5 separate regions of the Mus musculus genome follow, and regions 2, 3, 4 and 5 are each linked to region 1. The links are chromatin contacts, called in public HiChIP or PLAC-seq and promoter capture Hi-C maps. All regions are on one chromosome and are shown on one strand. The core of a region is the stretch at or near the end of the contact, and the rest is flanking DNA. Distances in the headings are between cores, read along the strand shown.

Region 1 (4,731 bases), core at 1,539-4,038:
GGGATCTCAAGGCACTCTCTCCATGGTCTTGGAGGGAGGGATGGCCCAGCCTGGTAATGGGCAGCAACGACAACTGCAGGCATAAGCCACTCCAGGAGCTAACTACAGACTGCTGGAGAGAGGTTCGGGGAACAGGTGCTGCTCGTCCTGGACAGTTTCATCTCAAGCTAGAGTCACAGGAGAGGAGGAGTCCTTAGTTGAGAAAACACCTCCATAAAATCAGACTTTCCACCAGCCTCCAGGACATTTTCTTAATTAGTGATCAGCCTAGCCCACTGTTGGTGGAGCCCTCTCTGAGCTGGTGGCTCTGGGTTCTCTAAGAGAGCAGCCTAAGCAAGCCATGAGGAGTAAGCCAGTAAGCAGCACCCTCATGGGCCTCTGCATCAGCTCCTGCCTCCAGGTTCCTGCCCTGCTTGAGTTCCTTCTATGATGCCAGTGATATGGAGGTGCAGCCTGAATCCACACCCTCCACCCAGCCTGCTTCGGTTATGGTGACTCATCACAGCAGTACTGAGTCTAAGTAGAATACCCAGGCTCAGTCCCCAGCACCCACAGGACAGCTCACAACCACTCAATAACCCAAGCTCCTCTAACATCAGAGAGCCAAACACACGCGCATACACCCACACATCCAACTACATACACGTGCTTAAAAACCCTGCCTAGAGGGGAGAGGATAGGCTGGGAGCTAGGTCCTAGGGGCTTGCCCATGGGCTCTCCAGCTGACTGCCATCTTGCTTCCTCAGATGGTTTCTTCTTATTCACTAACCAAGGATCGGCAGAGATGGCTCGGTGGTTATAGCACTGGCTGCTCTTGCAGAGGACCTGACTTTGATTCCCAGCAACCACATGGTGGCTCACAACTGTAACTCCAGTTCCAGGAGATCCGATGCCCACTTTGGGCCTCTGTGGTCACTGCATGCTGGTTTCTGCTCATTGAGTACTTAACTGAAGATGGTTTTGCTGTCTGTAGCCTCTCCATTTCTTTTCCTTACTTGCTATGTACATAATAAACTCATTCATTCGATGCCACGAGCAGGGCTGTTAACCCTCTCCATGCCATACGCAACGCTCTTGTTCACGGGTGTGTGATATTCCAACTGTTGAGGTGCTGTGTACCCCTGCCCATCCGTGGACACTAAGACACTTCCACTCATTGCTCCTATGGAAAGCTCTGCTCAGAACATGCATGTCCAAGGTTCTGGATACACCAGTATTTCCACTGAATGAACTAACTTGTGTGTGGGACAGGCAGCTAACCTCATAACAGTTCACCTCGATGCCCTGGGTGCTGCTGAGGTATCGGCCCTCTTGCCAGCTTACGGGCTGCCCTGAGGACTGTCCCAGGCTCTGGTGGCTCACTGATTACACATAGACTAAGAGTCAGGGATCAGCACTGTGGGCTGCTGATTCCATTAGGCGGAAGCCAAGGCAACTAGAAGTCCTTCAGGCTCAAGGGACTGGGACTTTAGAGCCTCGGGAGTCTGGCCACTTTCCCTTGACACCAGTCGTGTGACACCCTGAGGAACTTACCTCGTTGGTCCCTCCTTGGGAAGCGTAGGTGAATGTACATGTAAACTTGTTCTGTAGAAGGAGAAATAAAAGGAGGCTGAAGAGCAAAGATCTCAATACTCAGAACCAAGACCCTAGCATACTGGGCATGGTCCTGTATGCACATCATCTCTGGTATCCAGGAGGCTGACGCAGAACTGGGAACTGGGACATAAGCTAGCCTGGGTGACTTAGCAAGGTGCTGTCCCGATGTAAAACAGATCAAAAAGGACTGAGATATACATCAGCCCCTGCCCAGAAGGTCAAGGGTTGAGCCTGTCCAGAATCCAGCAGTGAGGGGTTGGGAGGGTGACTCAGGGGTGGAGTCCCACCTAGAATCCCCTAATGAGGAGCTAGGGATGTGGCTCAGGGGTGGAGCCCCTGCCTAGGGCGGGGCAGAACCCTGGCTCTGCCGATGTGAGACTCTAGGTTCCATCCCTCAGTACACCCTCCAGAGGCCACCAGATCTCTCTCCTCTCAGGAGCTCAGAACTTTGCTCAAATCACTGTGATTTCCTAGGAAGGTCAAATGGCCTTCAGCAATCATCCCTAGAACATCACCTATGAGGTCAGTACTCGGGGCTCCTGTTAGATACAAGCTTGTACTGCTTCCTGCCCACAACACAAACCTGCCAGAAAGCACAGGACTATAGTAATGGTCTCAAGAAATGGTCACTAGGGACACCGCTGTCCCAGAAGCCAAGCTGGGGCGGGCAGAGGCTAGGCTGACTGCTGGCTCGCTGAAAGGAGAGGTGATGGACTCGTGTAAGGCTTGGGGGGTGCTCCCGCTCTAGTCCGGGTTCAGTGAGTAACCCACGTGCGACCTGTATAGCCAGTCCCCTAGATCCGCTGCTCTTATCAACCAGTATTCCCTTTTCTACAATGAGATGGGCAAGGGGAAGTCGCCTTGCAGGTAGGGAGTGACTGACAGAAGACAGACGAGGCAGCCAGGTCCCTTCTTCAGGTAACCCTGCCTCTGCCACTCCACCCGGTCTCCAGGACCACCTGATCGGAAGTCCATAGGCATCGATTCCCGGGCAGGAGGCTTAGCACGTACCCCGGGTCCTACGTCCTGGGAGAACGAATGCACGACCCCTCCGGGCCTCACGTCAAATGGCACGGTGGTGGGCTCGGACACAGCGGCGGCCAATTTCAGCGCTGCGGCCGCCAGGACCACCGCAGTCCAGAAGCCTCCGCTGGGGGCTGCCATCTTGCTTCCGGGGCAATGCGCAGGCGCTCGCGAACGTGGAGTGACACGCGCGGGACACGTCAGCGCCGAACGGTGACAACGTCGCCCCGCCCGATTTGGCTGCCATGGTGGGGCGGGACTCGACTTGGCACGTGATGCACTACAGCGCCTCTGATTGACGCTCGCGGATGCCTGGAGGGCGACTTCGTCTTGGCGCTTGTTTGGGTTGGAGTTTGCAGGTAACTTTTGCCTCCCCCCCGGATATTTTTATATCTCACTTAAATGGGCTCCCGGACTCACTTCAGGACAACATGGGGGTTGACAGTGTTTAATTTTGTTAGATTATCCATTTGTTAATAAATATGGTTTATTTCACTTTTATTTGTCCTATTTTTTTGGTTTTGACGAGACAAGGTCCTGGAAATCTCTCCAGGCTAGCCGGGAACTCAGAGATCTGCCTGACTCTGCCACCTGAGTGCTGAGATTAAGGCGTAGGCCTCCACCACCACCTGTTGATTGTTTTTTGTTTTGTAACATATTTTACATATATGTGTGTGTGTGTGTGTGTGTGTGTGTGTGTGTGTGTGTGTGTGTGTGTGTGTATTAAGGTTTGTTTTTTGTGTTTTTTTTGGTGGGGGGTCTCTGTAGCCCTGGCTGTCCTGGAACTCACTCTGTAGACTAGGTTGGCCTCAAACTCAGAAATCCACCTCCCTCTGCCTCCCAAGTGCTGGGATTAAAGGTGTGCGACACCACTTCCCGGCATATTTTTCAAAAATATTTTATTGTGAGGGCTGCGGTGATGGCTCAGCAATTAAGAGCACTGGCTGTTCTATAGAGGACCAAGATTTGAAGCCCAGCACCCACATGGTGCTTTACAACTTTAACTCCATTTCCAAGAGATCCGATGTCTTCTTCTGGCCTCTGCAGGTACCAGGTATGCATGTGGTACACAGACAGACATGAAAATAATATAATAATAGCAATACTTTAAAAGTGAATTCTTCCGGTTTTGCAGCTTCCTATAGGTCACAGGTGTTGCTATGCTGTTACCGGACCTAGAGCATGCCTGGCCAGCCCTCTGCTGCTGAATAATTTTCCCATCTTTCCACTGGCCAGCGAGATGGAATAGTGAGTAAAGGGCTTGCAGCCATGACTTCAGCCCTGGTCACTAGATGGTGGTAGAACTGACTCCTAAAAGCTGTTCTCACTACATGTGAATTGGGGCAAGCAGCCTTGCACAACAGAAAATAAGTATCTTAAAATTAGACTCTACGGCTAAGTGATCCTCTATCTAGTTACAAGTACCTCATTTCCTCTCAAATGGCTGCTGATGCCACCTTAGCCTGCCCCATCCCAGTCCTCCTGTAGTCCCTGAGCGGTGCACCACAAAAGCCATCAGAGTAGTGGCGGGGTCCTCCTTTCCACCCCAGCCTATGGGCTGCTGCAGTAAAGTGTCCCACAAGTGCTGTCAAAAGTGGCAGCACCAGTGACATCTCAGCCTGCAGCCCTCACAGGAGCTGTCCACAGTGGCTCATCTCCTCCCCAGCCTACCCCACCCCCAGCAGTCCCACAGAGATGTCGCTTCAGCAAAAGCTGGCTGCAGCCAGAAAGGACTTTCCACCCTTAGCCATGGGCCTGATGCAGGGAAAGGGGGTGGGAAAAAAAAAAGCCACCAATCGCTGAGCAGGAAAACCCACTAGTCCCTTGAGATTCCCATTAAAAAAAAAAAAAAAAAAAAAAGCCCACCAATCACTGAGCCTCCCCTGAGCTCAGCACTGGAAATTCCACCAATCCTCAACCTGGACATCTCTGCCCCTCTCAGAAATCCAAGCACTGCCCCCTCGGCCCAATTCCCAGCTGTCTGCTCCTGGGAGACAAAGGGCAGCTGTCCCTGAACTCCTCAATAAATTTCTTTCATGATATTTTCTGCCTGGTGTGACTCTCTCCTCAGAAGCCAAGAAGAAAAGAGGCAATGAAAAAGCAGAGATGGGG
Region 2 (4,731 bases), core at 1,353-3,852, 440 kb after region 1:
CATAGGTTCATATATTTGAACAATTGGTCCCCAGTCATAGGAACTGTTTAGGAAGGATTGGGAGGCGTCACCTAGCTGGAGGTATACCACTGGGGTGGGCTTTGAGGTTTCTCTCTGCCTTCAAGCTGTGGATCAGATGCAAGCTCTCAGCAACTACTCCAGTGCCATGTCTGCCTGCCACTGCACTCCCCACTTTGATGTTCTTAAACTATAAACAAGCCCCAAGTAAAAACTTTTATTTTAAAAGTTGCCTTGGTCATAGTGTCTCCTCACAGCAACTCATGCTGGCCTTGGATAACCCTGAATTCCTGATCGGAAGATTCCTCCTTCTACCCTCTGAGCATTCGGATGACAGGTGTTTGACTCTACATCCGGTCTGTGTGAGCCTCGTGCATGATAAGCAAACAGTCTACACAGAACCCTAACCAGCCTGCAGAGCCAAAGACAGCACATGAGTCTGATGGCTGTAGACCAAAAGCTGAGTTTTGCACCAAAAAACAAAAAAAAAATAAAAAAACAACTATTCACTAGCTCCCAGGTAAGTGTTCTGTGATGGGTCTCAGCATCTTTTTCTCCCTGACTCTGGTCATTTTATGAGGTGATACCAACAGGAAAGCACACACCACTGTCTCAACACCACACCCTTGACAGCTAGCTCCCAATGGCACATTGGGTTCACTTGGAAGAAGCATCTCTTTGTTCTTGCCCCAGCACACATTTGTCTCCACAGTAGGGTTAAGGAACCAGGTGTGGGCAGCCCTGGTCTGAGAAGCCCTGAGAATAAAGAGGATACAGAATGGGCCTCCAGAGCAGTTCTACACTACTAGAGCCTGCCAGGCATAACAAGTCCTATGAGCATCACGGTATGAGGAAACCCCCTCCAAGCAGCAAACAGCAGAGACTTATAACTCAGTCACTCAGGACCAGATGAGGCACTTCTTACCCAAAAGCTAAAGAGATGGAAGATCTGGAGCTAAAGCCAACTTCAACTACACAGCAACTAGAAGGGCAGCCTGAGCTACATGAGATCCTGCCTCAACCAAAACCAAAATAGCCTTTACATACAGTTTGTGTGAGTTCCACAAGAGTTCTCTGATTCCAAGACAGGAACTGCTATTATGTCCATTTCCCAGGTGAGGAAAACTAAGGCCCTGGGGAGCAACTTGTAGATAGGTGATGATGCCGTGTTACCCTACAGAAGTTATCTGGCAAATGTGTGTGTCCTTCTACCAGACAGACAACGTGAGATGGGCCTTGGAAGCATGGGAGTGGAGGTAGGTGGAGGAGCTCGCTTTAACCCTCCCCACATCTGTGCTGATACACTTCCCTTCAAGGGTTGGCAGGGCAAAGAGAATGGAGGGGGCCTGCGGGTGATGTGGCTGTGACTCACTGTATGACCTTGCTAGTAGGTTAACTGATAACCACTGCTCTCTGTGAACTCAAGACATAGGGGAATAGATGGCAGATTGAAAATTCCCCTTTAAAAGTCTCTGCTTTCTGTTGATTTCATCATCCTGTTCTCCCTCCCTCTTCATGGCCAGCTAATTTGAAAGGATCAGATGGGATCAGCTTCCTGCAGTGGAATTTTCCTCCCTTAGTTAAAAGGCTGTTTGAAGTTTCTTTCTTTTTAGGGGTAAATACCAGGAAGATGTCAGGGACAGTGTCAGGGAAAAAAAAAAAATCCTGTCCCTTTTTTTTTTTTGGTAAACCACTCAGACTCCAGTAATTCCGGCCTTTCTCCTACTCCTACAATGTAATACCTAAAGCCTGTAACTTTGTATCCCCACAACTATGCCCGATACATTACGCGGGTAATTAAGGGTGTGAAAAAGGAGAATGTCTCAAGACAAAAGATACATAAGGCTGTCTCAATGAATAAACTCTACACCATTGAACAAGGCTGAGAAGGCGTTACAAAACTTTCACCAGGATGGAAGCGAAATAACTATACTCTGTTGCTAGTCGGCCTGGGATTTCTACACTCACTATCTCGGGTCCTGAAGGACCAGAAAAAGGGAAGAATTTGTGTCCAAGTGAGCCACCAAGGACTGTGGTATCCTCTTGCCTCAGAGTGGTGCGATGACAAGCAGGAGTGCGGTTCCAAAAGTTTCTTAGACGCGAGGGAGCTGAGAGACCACTCGGTCCCGCTAGCAGAGCAGGGGAGCGGGGGCTCTGGTTACCTCCACGATCTTGATAAAGCGCGGGAACACAGGGTTGCGGGTGATGGCGATGAGCGGCAGGTGAGGAAACACATCCGGGACGGTCATGGGCGCGAGCGCTGTGACGACCGGGCCTTCCCCGGTGCTCGCCGTGGCCCCGTCCTCCGCACCGCCCTCGGAGGTCTCGTCGCTGCCACCGCGGTTGCCCGAGTCCCACAGCCCCCGCCACTGGACCCCGCCGGGAAGAACGCGGCCGCCCCAGGGAGCTGACATGTCGCAGGCCCGACATCCTCGGCGCAGCCACGACCCGGACGCGCTCGGGACCCGGCCTCCGGTGACAGCCAGCAGCGGCCGCCGCAGAACCCAGCACCGCGCAGCGGCCCAGAGCCGCACGTAGCCTGTGCTCGCCGCCATGGAACAGCCATACTGACGGCGCACCGCACTTACGTCATCTCTGCTCGCCCCCCGTTTGCGCACGTGATGACGCTCGCGTGCTTCGGGCTGGAGAGGCGGAGCTTGAATAAGGTGAGTGAGTGGGCGTGGTCAGAGGGAGACTGGGTTTGGGGATGGGAGGGCGGAGTAGGGGCGTGGTTCAAGGCTCAGAGCGGGGCTTGGAGTTGGACGGCAAGGGGGCGTGGCCCGATGAAGGATGTTCTAGAGAGGACTTTGAGGATCTGGATGAAAAAGTGAGAGGTGTAGTAAGCTTGAGGAAACATGACGGAGAAAGCAGGACTGGTGTGTGGTCCGAATGGGGGGCGCTCCACCAGGCAGGGATTGGAGGAACTGGAATCAGGGATATGGCCGAAGGCGGGCTCAAAGGTCGGGGCTTGACATAGGGGCGTGGCCAGAGCGGTGACTCCAGACTGGAGCTTGTGCGGAGGGGGCGGGGGGCATCGCTCTAGGAAGGGGGCCTGGAAGAAGCGTGGCCCCTCCCAGTTCCTACAACTACTGGTTTGTCCTGTCCAAGCTGTACCTTAGTACTGCGTTCTGTTTTTCTACTGCCATCAAAAAGGTTTTACAGGGTAAATTCTGTGTTCTGAAGGCATCGGAAGAAAAGTACAGCGCACCCCTCCTTTAACTTTAGTCTTTTCAGCGTTCTTTGTTGATACACAACAACAGGTTTTACTACATCTCCCTACGCAGTTGGTGGCATCTTCACTCCACACTGGAGGAGGCGTGCTTGGAGGGCTTTTGCCTCTCGTATAGTATGCATGCTAAAGGCCGTGCGCAGGTGCGCCTGCTCAGCGTTGCCTTTGTTGTCAGTGGTCCGTGAGGCACTTACCAAAACACTGAAGCTTCCAGGACACGTCCCAAGAGACCCGTGTGCATGCTCCGGCTCCACAAAGCAGGGAGTGGATTGATGCATGCCCAAAGCTCTGCTTCCACACCCACGTGTGCTCATGCTAGTGCTGTGGTGACCTCCTTGAAGTTTGGGCATGCTTTGGATTTTGACTTATGGATCTGGGAACCTGGGTGTAATTTTCAGGTTTGAAATGTGCGAGCTCTGCTTCCATATTGCGCATGCCCACTCCTTCCAGTTTCCTCTGCGTAGACCTAACCGGGCTTTTGTCCGACACGTCCAAAAGGTCCTGCTAGTGGCCTTCTTACCTGGTGCGCGTGCCCAGACAAGAGGCGGGTAGGAGAGAAGCGGCCTAACCTCACGCATGCTCAGACACTTTCTCAAGCTTGGCGGTTGAAGAGCAGTGTTAGCTGTGGAGAACCAGGCAAGATGCTGGTGTTGATGCTAGCAGCAGCAGTGGCCACCATGGTCAGGGCTCACACACTGTGCCGGTACAACTGCCTAACTGGGTTGGATTGCTGCTGGGAGGTTTTTTTTTTTTTTAAATGATATTTCAATTTTATTTTTTTTATTTATATGAATACACTGTAGCTGTCTTCAGACGCACCAGAAGAGGCCATTAAATCCCATTACAGATGGTTGTGAGCCACCATGTGGTTGCTGGGAATTGAACTCAGGACCACTGGAAGAGCAGTCAGTGCTCTTAACCACTGAGCCATCTCTCCAGCCCTGCTGGGAGGTTTATGACAGGAGGAATGGGGCTGGTTCTTGTTGGAGCCCAGGCATACCCTCCAGCCCAATTGTAGAAATCAAATTTGGCATATCTCTCCCAAGCAAATCACTAAAATCCATTTCTGGGTGTGGAGCCAGGGCTTTGGACATGCGTCAAACCTAAGTTCCTTGTGCAGTCTGCAATCTGTCCCACCATCCATCCCTACCTGGCTCAGCAGCAGTGCCATGGGCTGTTGAGGCTGAGTGCATGTTGGGAAGTATGCTGTGCTTAGTGCCATGGTGAGCAGTGTCTCTGATCGCTAACATGCAAGTATGTCTCTGTATGCCCTCCTCCTTCCCACTTTTCTCCCCGGAGGTCACCAGCCTGAGGGGACAAAAGGGGCAGAGGTGGAGAGGAGGGTTCAGACAGCCATGAATATGGACAAAATGATCTCTGGAGACTACTGCAGTGGGATGTCTGCTGTATTCTTCCAGGGATGAGAGCGTATTTAAGGGCTTTTTGGTTTGGTTTTGGGGGTTTTTTTGGTTGGTTGGTTGGTT
Region 3 (4,731 bases), core at 1,060-3,559, 430 kb after region 1:
TTTATCACACAAAATTTTTAAAAGTTAAAACAAAAAACTAAAACTAAAATCTTTCTGGGCTCCAAACATTACATCTGGAACATAGAGATCCCTGTTAGCCAGGACTCTGCCCATAAAGCAAAGGCTCTACATCCCCCCCCCACCAGAAAACCGGCTGGGGACCATTCCCAAGTCCTTTATTGGGCCAGCAATGCTGGAAGCTGCCCTCAGAGTGAGGTCCCCACTGGGATGTCTCTGCCATCCTGGTCTTGACCCCCATAATGCTGGGGCAGGTGGCATCCATTACTTGCTGTGTTCCTTGAGGTACTCCCAGCCCTCCTTGGAGTATTCTCGGGCCTTGGAGGGGGCCACCGACAAGGCTGACATGACTGAGATGATGCCTGCAGAGACAGCACACAGGTGCCATAAGGTCCCCACCTTGCCAGAGCCACTCAGCCAGCCAACCCCTGGGGAGTGCAAGAGCAGTACATGGAGGAGGAATGGGACTAGCCTTTCCTGATGGACAAGTTCCAGTGTGGATCTAAACCACAACCCCTTCCCTATGCTCTGTTTTAAAAGGTTTCATCTCACTAATATATTCCAAGGTTATCCTCAAACTCTCAGTCCTTCTGCCTCAGCTCTTCCCAGTGCTGAGATTATAGGTGTGTATAACAATATCCAGCTTTTCTTTGTGGAGACAAGGTCTCATATATCCCATATGGCCTGGAATTCCCTATGTAGTCAAAGATGACCCTGAAATCCTTCATTCTCTTGCCTGCACTGAGTGCTGAGATGACAGACCTACAAACACCATGCCTGATTTATGGGGTGCTGACGACAGGACCCAGAGCTTTATGCATGCTAGGAAAGATCTTTACCACTGATCTACAACCCCAACCCCTTAGGGTTTTTTTAAGTATTTTGTTTTTCCTATTTTTGAGAAAGGATGTCCCTGTGTAGTCCTGGCTATAGATCAAGCTGGCCTTGAAACTACAATTTTCCTGCCTCGGCCTCCCAAATACTAAAGTCACAATCATGGGCCACCATACCCAGTCCTTTCTACTTAGTTCCATAGGTGATATACAGGCACACAAACAGGAAAACATGGAGGAGTAGAAAGGGTCAATGAGGTAAACAGGGCTGGGAGAGAGGCTGGGGTGCCCAGGCATCCCCCCAAGCAGGGGCATAGGGGCCTACCTGAGTTCCAGGAATCACGGAAGTTTGGAAATTTAATCTTTGGAGGGGTTGGGAGCTGGGAAGAAAGAGGAACACGGGCTGACACGGGAAACAGGTCACAGCCTTGTCTCCCAAACCCAGAAACACAAAACTCCACCAAGCAGGGGTGGAGGAGGCCCCAAGGACACCCAGAAGCAACCTGTAGGCCACCCACTCCCAGCCAAGGTACCTGTGGCATCTCCAGACCTGTCTGCTGGCACACATATTGGCTGAACTGGTACATTGCTGGTGGCACAACCTCCTCGGCCTTCCGCAGGGCAGCCTCACTCTTGTCACTAGGCCCCAGCAGCTCCTGGTCATAAACAAGGTAGACTGCTCCTCCAGCCACACTTCCCTTAATGAGGAACCTTCAGGAATACATGAAGGGAGACGCTGTGGGGGGCAGGATCTCAGAGATCAGACAGTTGATCATTTTTTGTTGTTGTTGTTTTGTTTTTCGAGACAGGGTTTCTGTGTAGCCCTGGCTGTCCTGGAACTCACTCTGTAGACCTGGCTGGCCTCGAACTCAGAAATCCGACTGCCTCTGCCTCCTAAGTGCTGGGATTAAAGGCGTGTGCCACCACTCCCGGCCAGTTGATCATTTCATTTGCCTTTGTGACACGACTTTTAGCAGTAAACGGAGTCTTAAAGAGAGACAGGGTGGGTCATTCGAAACCCTGCAAAGGATAATGGACACTCAAGATCCCTGGTACAAAACCTTCCAGGGTGTCTGGCGGAGCTTCCCCGCAAGTTACTCAAGTCAGCTACGGAGGGAGATGGGCAGGATTGCCTACGCATCTGAATTGCACCTAAGAGTAAATTGAAGCAGTAGGGTGATAAGGGCTGGCTGAAGCCAGTTTCCCTACACAGACCGTGAGAAAGGTCCGTAACAACCGGAAGTGAGCCGTCGCAGGACCCTAAGCCACGAGGCAGAGATGCCTACAGCCCCGAACTTTCTCAGGGCCTCCACGATTGTCCACGCACCTCATTAGCGACCACACTCGAGCCACCATGGTTAGTCTCTCGCTTCACTCGCCGCGCAAGGACAAGTAATTCGCCCGCCGCTTCCGGTTGGTGTCGCTGCTGAGACTCCTGGGAAATGTAGTGGTCGCTGTCAGCCGCAATGGAGTTAGACTCTTGTAGGTCGAGGTCCGTGGCTGCCGCAATTCTTTCTGGGAAATGTATTAGTTAGGCGGAAGACCAAAGAAGGGCTAGGCCGCGAAGGCTCCTGGGAAATGTAGTCTGGAGGCACGACAGAGACGAGCCCTCGGAAGACACTGGTCGGATTCCCCGCGCCCGCGCGGAGAATTGAGTGTCCCCCAGGTGAAGCAAGCCTAAGTGATGGTTACCACGGCAACGCGAGGGCTGGATTGTTCCAGAGAAGCAGGCCTTTGGTTCACGTGAGCGGTTAGGGGTGTGGCTCTAACCTAGGAAGCTTGGAGAGGCTACAGATGGCCTGTGAGATGGACGCTTGCCAAGGTTGTTGACTTGCCAAGGCCAAGGCGCTGGAGGATCCCTGCCGGGTAGAAGTCTTGGGGTCATGTGAGAACGGGTTGGCGGTGGGTGGTCCGGAGTACAAGGAGCCACACTGGGGTGCGAAGTGCCGCAGGAGGGGTTAGCGGCCAAGTGGACATCATGTAGATCCCTGTTCGGTTGCAAGGTGAGCTTGAGCAGATGTGCACCATGGATGCATGGATGCCTTGTAATTGTCTATGGAGACCTATTGTCCTAATTACTTCTCAGTTGTCCTGACAAAGCACCATGGCCAAGGCAACTCAATAGAAGGAAAAGTTTTCTGCTTCCAGTTTCAGAGGACCATGACCATCGTAACGCGGAGCATGACAGCAGGCAAACCGGGATGGCGCTGGAGCAGCAGCTGAGAGCTTACATTGTGGCTCATAAGCTGAAAGAGACTACAGGGTATTGTGTGGGCTTTTGAAACCTTAAAGTCCACACCACTGTCACCCCTGCCCCAAGAAAACTTATCTCCTAATCCTTGCCAAACAGTTCTACCAAATGGGGACCAAGCATTCAAATACATGAAACTGTAGGGGTCATTCCGATTCAACCATACACAAGACCCCCCCCACACACAACTTTATTTCTTTATTACTTATTTTTGTGTTGGGTTTGGTTTGGTTTGCCTTTGGTTGGTTATTGTTTGCTTGCTTGTTTTGAGGCAAGGTTTGTCTAACAGTCCTGGCTGTCCTGGAACTCACTTTGTGGCCCAGGCTGGCCTCGAACTCACAGCTCTGCCTGCATCTGCCTCTTAAGTGTTGGTATTAAAGTGTGTTCCACCATCACCCAGCTTTGTGGGTTTTTTTCTTTTTTAGACGGGGTCTTATTCTTTGTACGTGATTGGTCTGGAACTCATATGGACCAAAGCTGAATTCTCCTGCCTGGGCCTCCTCATTCCTGCTTTTACAGACATGTCCAGTGTCTATGGTGACATTTTCTCCTTTTCACCCAGAACTAAAATAAACCAACCCTCATGACTAAGAATGGGTGAGAGGAGCCTAGAACATGGCAAGGTAGCATGTGGCATTGCCAGTAGCGCTTAGACAGTGTATCTTTGGACCTAAGATTTGAAAGAAGTAAGTTTTAGGGAAGAGCGTCCAAGCAAGAACTCAGCCAGTGCACAGGCCCAGGACCTGGGACAAAGCTGAGCAGACTGGGCAGTTTGGACTGGCTCCTGGAGGACCCTTTAAGGGGCCCAGGGCTTTGTTTTCCCCCCACTCCCAGAATGACCAGAGTGAGTGGTCTGAGGAAGAAGGAAGGATGTTGGCAGCAGGACATCTTCATTATGTCCCACTAAGGCTCACACACGGAAGGCGAGCCTCCCTGTGTGTGGGTGCAGGGCTGGGATGGGGGTAGGAAGTGAGTGTGAGTGGGAGGGAAGAATGGGAGAACTTGAGAGCACTTTCTTCATCCAACTTCCTTATAACTTGTTCCAGACCTGAGGCTGTTTCTTCCCTGGCTAAATGTCAACAGGAATATACCTTTCAGTGTGTGCTTGTTAACAGAAACTGCAGTGATAGAGATACAGCAAAATACTCTGTGTACCTGCAAATATAGGGGGACATTGGAGGATGGCGCCCTGGGCATCAAGAAATACCTACTCCCCATGGGCCAGAGGCTTGCCTCTTGGATACTAGGCCCCGCCCTTGCCCTTCTTGGTCTCTGCCCTCAGCTCCCACTCAAGTTTAGCCTCCCTCCTGCATTCAAGTCCAGCCCCTGCTGTGTTCTACCACCCCACCCCACCCCCACCTTGGTTTGGACAGCAGGTCCTGCTCATTTCCCCTCCCTCTTGCGTAAAAGACCCCGCCCCTGCCCAGATTGGCTCCGCCCCCTCTCCTCCATTCCCTCTTTCTGTCTTAAGCTCCGCCCCTGCCCAGCTTTGCCTCGCCCCGGCTCCTGCTCAAGTTTCCTCTCCCTCCTGTGTTCTAGGACCTATTCCTACCTTCTTTGGACTCTTCTCAGGCCTGATCATCAGCACAGCCACCCTAGGGTACCAGAGTGGACCCTCTTGGCACGCAG
Region 4 (4,731 bases), core at 1,188-3,687, 400 kb after region 1:
AGTGCTGGGGTTTGAAGATGGAGGACACTGGTCCTCACAGGTCAGCAGCCCAGCCAAATCACTATGTAGACAGATGGATCAGCGGTTAAGAAAGAGCACTAACTGCTGTCATACAGGATGGGCTTCAGCTCCCAGGAATCACATGGAGACTGGTAACCATTCCTGACTCCAGTTCTAAGGGGTCCAAGACCTGCTTCTGACCTCTGTGGGCACCAAACACATGTGCATTCACATGCAGGCAAGCGCGCACACAAACACACACACACACACACACACACACAAAATAAACCTTAAGACAAAAACAAAACCTAAGGTGGACACAATGTGACACTATGGCTGTCCCACACACATGCACATCTAAGTATGCATATTACACATACACAGAGCAGAGCAGACACCCATTCCCCAGGCCCAGCGTCAAGCACAGGCAGTTAAGTACCTTTGGTGTTTCTCTTTACAGCCCTCTTGCTCACAGCTCCCCAGCTGATTCCAACCTCCTCAGGTTCTTGTCCTTCCTCCTTAAATGCCTGATGGGAAAGAGTATGAAGTTTTAAATAAAGTTATCTTTTAGGAGGGGTTGACACAAAGTGTTCTTTAAGAAGCAACTTTGCAGTTGCAAGTGTTCACAATCTAGCTTAAGACCACATTTAGCAGCCAGCTCCCCTTCCCTGCTCAAGACCCAAAACCTAGAGAAAGGGAAGCTGAAAGCTTGGGTTGCAGAGTCACTGTCAGCAGGTTGTGGTCATACATGACCTGGCAGCTTGTAGCCCTAGATGTAATCCCCAACCCAAGACAAAAAAATAGAATAAAATCCAAGTATTAACCCCAAATCAGGGTTGGTGACCGCTCATCTTGTGTGCTCTTTCATCAAACACAGGGATGATGGTAGGAAACCTGTCCTTGATTCAGGCAGGGCAAAGAGCTGAATGGGGCGCTCAAAAGGCCTCCCATAACAAAGCAAACCTTTAATTCCAGCATTTTGGAAGTGAAAAGGGGGGGCAGGAGACCAAGAGCTGAAGTCTAGTCTGGGTTTCACAGCAAGTCCAAGGCCACACTGGGCCACAGTAGCTCTCCAAAAAAAGTTTTGCGTGGGAGGGGAGGCGCTGATTTTTGATAAGGAAAAACAACATAGACCGAAGAAGAAAGCGCTGGCCAATTTTCCCTCAAAGTATTCTGGCGCCTTCTACTTGCAGCCAATCAGGAGTCCCTAACCCTCAAGGACCCTGTTCCACAGAGGCAAGCTTGTGTCAAGCGCTGAAGGGCAGTAGACAAGACTTCTTGTCTAGGGGGAGGAAAGTGACATCTTACGCTGACTCGAGATGACAACTAGGCTCCAAGACCAGGGAAGCGCGAGGGGACCGGACCTGGGAGCGAACATGGTCTGTGCAGAGACACTGGGCACCGCCAACAGTGGGGTTGACTGATAGATTCCCCAGAAGAGTAAAACTAGGGTGGCGGAAAAGACAGCTGCAGGTGCAAGGTCATCATGGAGACGTGCCCAGAGCCACCCGATTACTCAACAAGGCCCGGCTTCCTGCAAATCCCGGGGCAAGTGGGAGGCGAGACACAGAGAGGGGCAGCGACTAGTAAAGGTCACACAGCCTCGGCTGCTTCGGTAACTGACAGCACAGACCGAAGTCGGGGGGGGGGGCTCGGGGTGGGAAGGCCGGCCCGAGTCTGCGCGGGCAGTTACGTGCCCGGGTCCACGGCGCCACTCGGGTTCCCTCACCTTCCTCAGCCGCTCCATCAGCACGCTCTTGTTGCCTCCCGTATCCAGGTTCCGCTTTTTCAGCTCCGCCCTCAGGTCGATCACCCGCAGGTCGCTGAGCCGCCGCGTCCCACTCTCCGAGGCGCCCGGACCAAAGGCGGGGTCGCCCGACCCGGTCCCGGGTTCCGCCATCCTCGCTTCCGCGACTTCCCAACTCGCTCCGGAACCCCCTCCACTCGCTGGCACCAGCTGTGGCGGCTCGGAGGTAGTACAAAATGGCGCTGCCGAAGAGGAAAACGCACTCGCTTCCTCCCGCCTCCCTTTGCGGCTGCGCAGGCGCACAGCTCTGACGCACCTCCTAGGTCGCACGCCAAAGCAGTCTCGAGCCTCGCGGGTACAAGTGCACATGCGCAACCGGTCGTAAGCCCCCCCTCCCCCCCCCCCCCCCGGCCCCGTCGCCACCCTCTTTTTAATGCGCACGCGCACCGCCTCGCTACGCTCACTGACCCCCGTTTGCCTCTCGCAGCGTTGCCCGGCTGCGCACGCCACCGCTCTACGGCCAGCGCTCCGACAGTGATGCGCAGGCGCACGACCTGTAGCACGCATGCGTCTTGGTCCGCGGCCAAGCGCGAGCCGGCGAGGCGCGCCTACGTCGTCTCTGCCGCCGCGCACACTGCGCTTGGGTAAAGGCGTCTGAGAGCGTAGGGCTCGCGCCGGCGGCGCCTGCGCAGTGTCGAGGTGCGCCTCCGGGGAGGCTGAAGCGGTTCCCTCTCAGGCGGCGCCATTTTGTGGTAAGAGGGCCGAGATTCAAAAAAATAATAATAATAACAAATCAAAAAAAAAACACACTCACGCAAACCCACTGACCCGGTTCTGTGTGAAGTGGGCGACGGAACCAGGGTCCCTGGAATGGCGGAGACTCTGTCGGGTTTAGGAGACGCGAGTGCGGCGGGCGCGGCGGCCGTGAGCTCCGCGGCGTCAGAGACCGGGACGCGGCGGCTCAGCGACCTGCGGGTGATCGACCTGCGGGCGGAGCTGAAGAAGCGGAACCTCGACTCGAGCGGCAACAAGAGCGTGCTGATGGAGCGGCTGAAGAAGGTGAGGTTCGCGGGGGGGAACCCCATGGTCGCCATGGCGACACCCACCGCCGGGCCCGGAGTGGCCCGTTGGCCTTCGCGCTGGGCGCTAATACTGGGGCTCCGCGGGCGCCGGGTGCAAGGATTCGAATCTCGACGCCCCCAGCGATGCGACCAGAGGGAAATAACACCACGAACGGGTTCGGGGGATCGATGACACCGCGTTCCCTGTACTGCTTAGTCCCAACCCCAAAGGGGGATGAAGGGGACTCGGCCAAGGTCATCCAGTGGGGTCAGCTTGTGGCGGGATTCGATCCCAAGTCCCTTTTCGGCCCCCGAGGCAGAACAGGTGGTTTTTGTTTCTTTTCTTTTCTTTTAATCTGGGAAGACACAGTGACGTTGGGGGCAGGGGTGGTGGAGATGAAACATGAGAAACTCTCAGAGTTCGCAGACAGCCGGAGGATGTAGGTAGCCCAGGGAGACAAAAAACAAAAACAAAGCGGAAAAATAAATTGTTTCTAATTCTTTGCTAGAACTAAGCTAGGGGAAGATACGAGATGGAAGGAAAGAACGTTTTTTTCTGTTGATAAAGGTAAGTCAGATGTGAGTTCAAGGCCAACCTGGGCTGTAGAGGAGTTCCAAACCAACCTGAATATTAGAGTTCAGGGCTAGCTAAGCCTTTTTCAAAGTATAAAGTAGGTCCAAGAGCTACTCATTTGGTAGTGTGCTACTCATTTGGTATTGTGCTTACCTTGCATGCACAAAACCCTAAGTTTTATCCCAAATACTTCCTAAGGCCGGGAGTGGTGGAGGCAGAAGGATCCTAAGTTTGAGGCCATCTTGGGATGCGTGAAAGCCTTTCTGTAAAACATAGTAGGTTTTTGTTTTGTCTCTTTTTTTTTTTAAAAAAAAAGGGGTTGGACACATAGATCAGAGGTAACATGCTTGCCCAATATTGCAGAGGCCCTTGGAACCATCTGCCACACAACTGCTATAACACTCCATTCTGTGTGGTCAGGTGGGAGTCGGAGGATTTAGTTCCAGCCTCAAACTGAGCCCCCTGAGAAAGAGGCTCATTTCTATTGCCTTCCTTTGTGGCCTAGATTCTCTGTCAGGAAGACCTTTAACCTCTTCTGAGTGTCCTCAGATCAAGGCAGTAGTAGCTTGCCTTCAGGGTAGGGTAGGCATTGCTTGGCTTGCAGTCTAGTCCAGGTAAACAAGCTCAGTCTCCACAGGGCCCCCTTTTGGCTTTTGTAGTTGTTTACTCCACCTTAGAAAGCAGACTTTGTTTGTGTTACACCTTGAAAAGCTGTCCCCTCTAGCTTTCAGACATTGTCATCTGCCCAGTCATCCCTTGCACAAGGAACTGGAGATTTAACCCTCCTAGATCCATCCAAAGTCAGTCACCAGTTGCTGTTGAGAGAAGACACTGTGACAAGCAGAGAGGGCAGCAGTGTGAAGGCCTGAGCTCTGTGCCCAGCACCAACAGTAAAGGTCAGGTGGGGTGCCAGCCGCAATCCCAGTGCTCACAGACACAGGACGATCCCTGAGGCTCACTGCCTGACTAGTCCAGTCAAGTCTGTAAGACAAGGTGGATGGTACCTAAGAGAAAGCTGAGGTTGTCTTCTGGCCTCTCATGTACTGTGAACATGTACAGCATATAACATTACTTGCTTGTGAGATGAGGTGTGGAAGTTAGAGGCCAGGGCAGGCACACTACCTACTGAACGTCAGGCACTCTTTTCAGTTGGTTTGGTTTGGTGGCTTTTTGGGGGTTTTGTTTGTTTGTTTTTGGGTTTTTTTTGGTTTGTTGGTTGTGTCATCGTCGTGTCCCCCCCCTCCCCCCCACAGGGTTTCTCTATGTAGCCCTGGCTGTCCTGGAACTCACTCTGTAGACCAGGCTGGCCTTGAACTCAGAAATCCGTCTGCCTCTTTAATCCCTGCTGG
Region 5 (4,731 bases), core at 880-3,379, 330 kb after region 1:
CCAGCCCGCAGCCTCGCAGGAGCCCTGAAGACTACAGCCCCCCGCCAGCGCCTTGTCACCATGGCCAGAGCGCTCTGCAGAGCCTCAGTTTCCCCCTTTGCTCCTCCGCGGGCGAACACTGATAGCGCCGCCTGAAAGGCCCCCGCAGGAACCGGGGTGCGGAACTGGCACGGGCGCCCCGGCAGCTGAGACTCTTGGAAGCCGGTGGCAGCCGGAGGCGTCTGGACACAAGCCCGGGCCCTGGTGCAGGGCAGAGAGGCTGCGACAAAAAACAGAAACCCCCACTTACAAAAAAGGGAACCCCGTGTGCACTTATCAAGCGCCTGCTGTATGTAGAGGCCACTGCACATCCCCAGCCTCCAAGGACAGTGGCCTTGTCCACCGTAGGGGCTTCTTCATCACTCCTGACAACTGGGCAGTTAGTCACTTAGTCAACAAATGCTGAACGCTCACCGAGGTCTTTGCACATACTGAAAATCAGAGTCATCCTTAGACTAGTGGGGCAGGTATCGCTGCCGAGCCCGTTTAACAGATGGGAAAACTAAGGCTCAGAGGCGCGAGACAGTGTGGACCGTCTGGCCTGAGTCGCAAGCCCCTGGGGCAGGACGGGTGCGGGAGTGTGGGAGTTGAAAACGAGACTGGACAAACACTGGACGGCGCGGGGCGTAGTTATGCTGGCCCCCAGCGTGGCCATGCTGGGGGAGGGGGGCAGGGCTATGCTGAGGCGAGGTTTGGACTGGGCAAGGCTATGCTGGGGTCGGGAGAAGATGGCGTGATTGTGTTGTGGTGGGCAGGCGGGGTCTGCTTCGTGGGCGAGGTTTGGCATGGCTACACAGAGGCCGTGTCCAGCTCCACTGGTTCCTTCAACGCAGTGCAGGAAAGCGGGAAACTATCCAGATTCAAACACGCTTTATTGGGCACCCCCAACCTCCCCTGCCTGGTTTCCGCCCTTCCCGCGTCAGTTGGGGTCAGGAGAGCTCGGAAGTCGCTTCTGACTGCGCCACGTTCTCCGCCACCCCCAGAGACGTGGTGCTGCTGCAGCGACGGCAGGGGACTGTCCGGGCTAGCAGCTCGAGCCTGCGGGAGCGCAGCCGGGCCTGGATGGCCCAGATGGGCGGGCGGTGTCCGGGGAGGGGTGGTTCCTCGCCGCCTACGCTGCCGTCCGTGGAACCGTCGTGAGTGCTGGCCACTGACTGTTTGCACAGGGGGCATGAACGCTGCGCGGCGCGCGAGAACCAGGGGTCGATGCAGCGACAGTGGTACGCATGTGCGCAAGGCAGGATCTTGAGCCGTTCCCCCTCCTCGTAGTCGTCCAGGCAGATGGCGCACAGGTCGCTGAGGCGCGTGAACGTGCGCACCTGTGCCTTCTGGCATGTCTGCGTCTTCACCGCGGTGCCCCGGCTACCCAAGCCCCGGACCCACGGCCACAGCTGCCGCAGCACGAACAGCGTAGATGCGGCCAGGGCCAGGGCTCGGGCGAGCGCCCAGGATGCAACCACTACAGGGTGACACTCGGGGTCGGGGCAGGGTTCCGCGTGAGGCAGCAGCACGCGGGCTGGCTGGTCGCAGCGTACGGTCACCTCCAAGTCCTCAAACTCGCGCAGCTGCCCTGGGGCCTCAGGGCCCACTGAGGCTGCTGTGGCTCCAGCTCTCTGTGCTCGCCGCCCTGTTTGCTCCCAGGAGCAGCCCAGGGGCCGGACCAGCACTAGTGGGTCCAGTGAGTGGTTGTCGGGCCAGGGGCCCTCGATGGCGTGGCAGGCGTCGGCCGGCCGGGCCACCAGCAGGTATCCGCGTGCCCTCTTGGGGTCCACAGGAACCCCAAGCAGCGCCGGGAGGTCCAAGAAGTCCACAGAGCTCAAGTTAACCTGAGCGTCCGTGGGCGACAGGGACAGGACCAGCCAGAAAGTCACCAGGGCCACTGGGGCTACCCGGGTCCACGCAAACCGCGCCATGGCAGTCCCTACCTCCGGCTCCCGAGCTCCGATGAGTCCCTGGTGGGACGGTACTGAAGCCCCTCGGGCATCTCCGGAGCCACGCGGGGATCCCGTGGCCGGGTGGGAGCGGCGCCTACTGTGGCCGAACTCGGGGGCCTCAAGCGGAAGAGGCTCCCGGCGACAGTTCAGCCCACATGATGTCCAGGAGACAAGTTCTGAGGATGACACCTCGGGGTTCTGGACGCTTCCGACCTTTATGACGTCATTGTCATAAATCCCTTTGGCTGTTGCAGACTGGTGGCTGGTGGAGCATTACTTGATCCCTGACTTAGGTCATTCCCAGAGGAGCCCAGGTCATTCGCCTCATTTGATGTCAGTTCATGAACAGGGAAACTGAGTCTAACTTGGCATCTGAGCACAACAGTAGACTTCAGGCATAGGATTCCCGTTGACAGAGCAGCCTCTCACCACCCCAGGGAAGCAGAATGCTGTTGCTCCCGTCAGCTGTGGGCTTGTGGCGTGGCCATACGGACTCGGGGCTCCGATTGGCTGGGCTCATCTCAGTATGCCTACCCCAGAGGACAAATAAAACTCAAGAAGAGATAGGAACTTGTATTTTGGTAAGGGGATCCACCCTCCCAAAACTCACACAGACTGAGGAACTCCCTTCCCCTCCCCAACCTGATACCATGGAGATACCTGGATCCATTCTCTCCTGTCTGGACAGGTCCTCATCATGTGCAGTGTCATTTTGTAGCTCTGAACTGTGGATGCAGTAACAATTGAGGACTATTATGCTAGTGAGGAGATCAAGGAAACAACTACAAGGATTCTTTGCCTTCCTTGAACTAGATGCCTGGCATCTTGCTCAGTGCCATCTCTGTATCTCTACTGTGCCACCCTCAGAAAGGCCTTGCCCCCTCTGAACCTTGCTCCCCAATTCCTTGTGGCCAATCAGGGCTCTCGTATTGTTTGGTGTGACTAGTGCTCCCGCCATAATCAGCTGTGACTGAAGTTCAGAGGCAGGGACATGCGCTGTCTCTGCTTGGGTGCAAAGGAAGTGGGACTCAGTTCTTTTCCAGCATCACTGTCCTTCGGATTCCCAGGTCAGTCCCCAGACTATGACTAAAGACCTGACATGGTCTGGTTAGAGGGAAGGTCCTGGTTTTGCTGGGTTATTGTTCTCTGTTTTCTTTCTTTCTTCCTTTCTCTCTCTCTCTCTCTCTCTCTCTCTCTCTCTCTCTCTCTTTCCTTCTTTCTTTCTTTCTTTCTTTCTTTCCTCCTTTCTTTCTTTCTTTCTTTCTTTTTTTTTTTTTTTTGGTTTTTTGGTTTTTTGGTTTTTCGAGACAGGGTTTCTCTGTGTAGCCCTGGCTGTCTTTGAACTCACTTTGTAGACCAAGCTGGCCTCAAACTCAGAAATCTGCCTGCCTCTGCCTCCTGAGTGCTGGGATTAAAGGCGTGTGCCACCACACCCGGCTCTCTGTTTTCTTGAGACAAGTGCTCATCATGTAGCCCAGGCTGGCCTGGAATTCATGGAGATCCTCCTGCCTCTGCCTCCCTAGTGCCGGGTTTTCTCTGGCTCACACATCACAAAGGTTTGGGATGACTCAGGCTCCACCACAGGAGGACATATGGAGCACCAAATGCATATCAGGCCCAAGGCCTGCTCCATGACCCCTGTCAGTCACTCTGTCCTTGCCATCTCTCTGGATGCTGTAACCCAGGTGACCATGAACCCAAAGCATCCTCTTGCCTCACACTCCTGCAGACCTATGGAAGCTGAGACTGATCCTGGAGCCTCTGGCCTCCCCCAACCTCCCTTTCTGAGACAGGGCTTTGCTGATTGGCTGGGCTGCCCTAAAGGCCAGGGACCTCAGATCTGGGTTTGGGTTCTGGGGATTCAAACCCAGGTCCCAGCACTTGCTGTGTGCCAGGACATGTGGGCGCTCACAGACTTCAGATAAAACAAATTGCTCCTGGGAACATAGTCAGGCTACCTGATCCTCCCCCACCCCCACCCCCACCCCCATTGCTCATCACCAGGGGGCTTCAACCTCACATGTTATTAGGCACCTACAGTTTGCAGACATGTAGGCCCAGAGGACCAGTAGCCACAACAGTTACCAAGAGGCAACAGAAACAGGTCCCCAGAGAGGAAGAACATGGAGATGATGAGAAATGGAGGCAGAAATCTGCAGAGGGACTGAGTCCTGGGTGAAGACAAATTGTTAGAGCCTCAATTGAGACACTCAGGAAGTGTGAAGATGTAGAAAGGTCCTGGGATATTCAGCCCACCAGTACCAAAAGGGCAGTGAATCTCTTGCATTCCAGCACTGGGAGAGTGGAGGCAGGAGGATTGCTCTGAGTTCTAGACCAGTCTGGACTGCAGATGAAGACCCTGTGAAAGAAAAATCAGGTAACTTCCTGGTGAAGTGGGAACACAGCTGCTTGGCTATCTGGCTGTCCAGCTGGGGTCCGTGTGGTGAGGGGAAGGGGTACCCACAACCTGAGTGTTAGTTCCTCTAAGTTTAGAATTATTTCACAACAAAACATTTTAAATCCAGAAATTTTAGAAAAAACAAAAACTGTGGAGGTGGGAGAGGGTGGGAACAGACAGACACAGAATGGAATGCGGAGGGCAGAGAACGTGGCAATCATAGAGAAAAATATCCGGGAGTCAGCAAGGTGGGGTAACATAGTCCCCGAAGTGACATCACTTCTACCCTATTCTATTGGTCAGAAGCATTCACACTCCAGTTCACACTCACAGGGAGGGGACTGCGCACGGGGAGTGAAC

What was found. Promoter capture Hi-C pulls out the DNA fragments that hold promoters and counts their contacts. HiChIP or PLAC-seq counts read pairs in DNA pulled down with a chosen protein or histone mark. Capture Hi-C pulls out chosen DNA fragments and counts their contacts.
Region 2: a promoter capture Hi-C map of liver shows a contact between it and region 1. The contact joins the promoter of Lonp1 here to the promoter of Mydgf in region 1. A contact is called at or near these places in 11 of 39 promoter capture datasets (the C10 cell line, the HPC-7 cell line, cranial neural crest and 6 more), 2 of 484 Hi-C or Micro-C datasets (the C10 cell line and CD4 T cells), 7 of 115 datasets of contacts at active chromatin or transcription factors (astrocytes, double positive thymocytes, effector CD8 T cells and 4 more) and 1 of 9 other capture datasets (liver).
Region 3: a promoter capture Hi-C map of neural stem cells shows a contact between it and region 1. The contact joins the promoter of Micos13 here to the promoter of Mydgf in region 1. A contact is called at or near these places in 8 of 39 promoter capture datasets (the C10 cell line, cranial neural crest, embryonic stem cells and 4 more), 8 of 115 datasets of contacts at active chromatin or transcription factors (astrocytes, double positive thymocytes, effector CD8 T cells and 5 more) and 3 of 9 other capture datasets (adipose tissue, liver and macrophages).
Region 4: a contact with region 1 is called in a promoter capture Hi-C map of embryonic stem cells. The contact joins the promoter of Safb here to the promoter of Mydgf in region 1. A contact is called at or near these places in 15 of 39 promoter capture datasets (the 3T3-L1 cell line, 3T3-L1-derived adipocytes, the C10 cell line and 10 more), 4 of 484 Hi-C or Micro-C datasets (B cells, CD4 T cells, muscle stem cells and 1 more), 12 of 115 datasets of contacts at active chromatin or transcription factors (astrocytes, bone marrow-derived macrophages, cardiomyocytes and 9 more) and 1 of 9 other capture datasets (adipose tissue).
Region 5: a contact with region 1 is called in an H3K27ac HiChIP or PLAC-seq map of embryonic stem cells, with 7 read pairs. The contact joins the promoter of Znrf4 here to the promoter of Mydgf in region 1. A contact is called at or near these places in 2 of 39 promoter capture datasets (embryonic stem cells and maxillary cranial neural crest), 3 of 484 Hi-C or Micro-C datasets (embryonic stem cells, granulocyte-monocyte progenitors and uterus), 5 of 115 datasets of contacts at active chromatin or transcription factors (embryonic stem cells, large pre-B cells, memory CD8 T cells and 2 more) and 1 of 9 other capture datasets (pancreatic islet).

The regions. Positions count from the first base shown.
Region 1 is chr17:56,181,132-56,185,862 of GRCm38.p6, forward strand. It overlaps Mydgf (myeloid derived growth factor), which reads right to left and starts at 2,789. Exons shown (of 6, transcript NM_080837.2): 1 at 2,608-2,789; 2 at 1,534-1,584. The coding sequence starts at 2,760. It also overlaps a transcript of Tnfaip8l1 not described here.
Region 2 is chr17:56,624,301-56,629,031 of GRCm38.p6, forward strand. Lonp1 (lon peptidase 1, mitochondrial) reads right to left here and starts at 2,603. Exons shown (of 18, transcript NM_028782.2): 1 at 2,181-2,603. The coding sequence starts at 2,573. It overlaps Catsperd (cation channel sperm associated auxiliary subunit delta), which reads left to right and starts at 3,843. Exons shown (of 22, transcript NM_175350.3): 1 at 3,843-3,950. The coding sequence starts at 3,889.
Region 3 is chr17:56,607,462-56,612,192 of GRCm38.p6, forward strand. It overlaps Micos13 (mitochondrial contact site and cristae organizing system subunit 13), which reads right to left and starts at 2,310. Exons shown (of 4, transcript NM_153152.4): 1 at 2,179-2,310; 2 at 1,385-1,562; 3 at 1,177-1,231; 4 at 1-380. The coding sequence starts at 2,207. The coding sequence ends at 283. It also overlaps a transcript of Rpl36 not described here.
Region 4 is chr17:56,582,545-56,587,275 of GRCm38.p6, forward strand. Safb (scaffold attachment factor B) reads left to right here and starts at 2,438. Exons shown (of 21, transcript NM_001163300.1): 1 at 2,438-2,806. The coding sequence starts at 2,618. Safb2 (scaffold attachment factor B2) reads right to left here and starts at 2,041. Exons shown (of 21, transcript NM_001029979.3): 1 at 1,730-2,041; 2 at 440-527. The coding sequence starts at 1,900.
Region 5 is chr17:56,510,354-56,515,084 of GRCm38.p6, forward strand. It overlaps Znrf4 (zinc and ring finger 4), which reads right to left and starts at 2,130. Exons shown (of 1, transcript NM_011483.2): 1 at 895-2,130. The coding sequence starts at 1,952. The coding sequence ends at 969.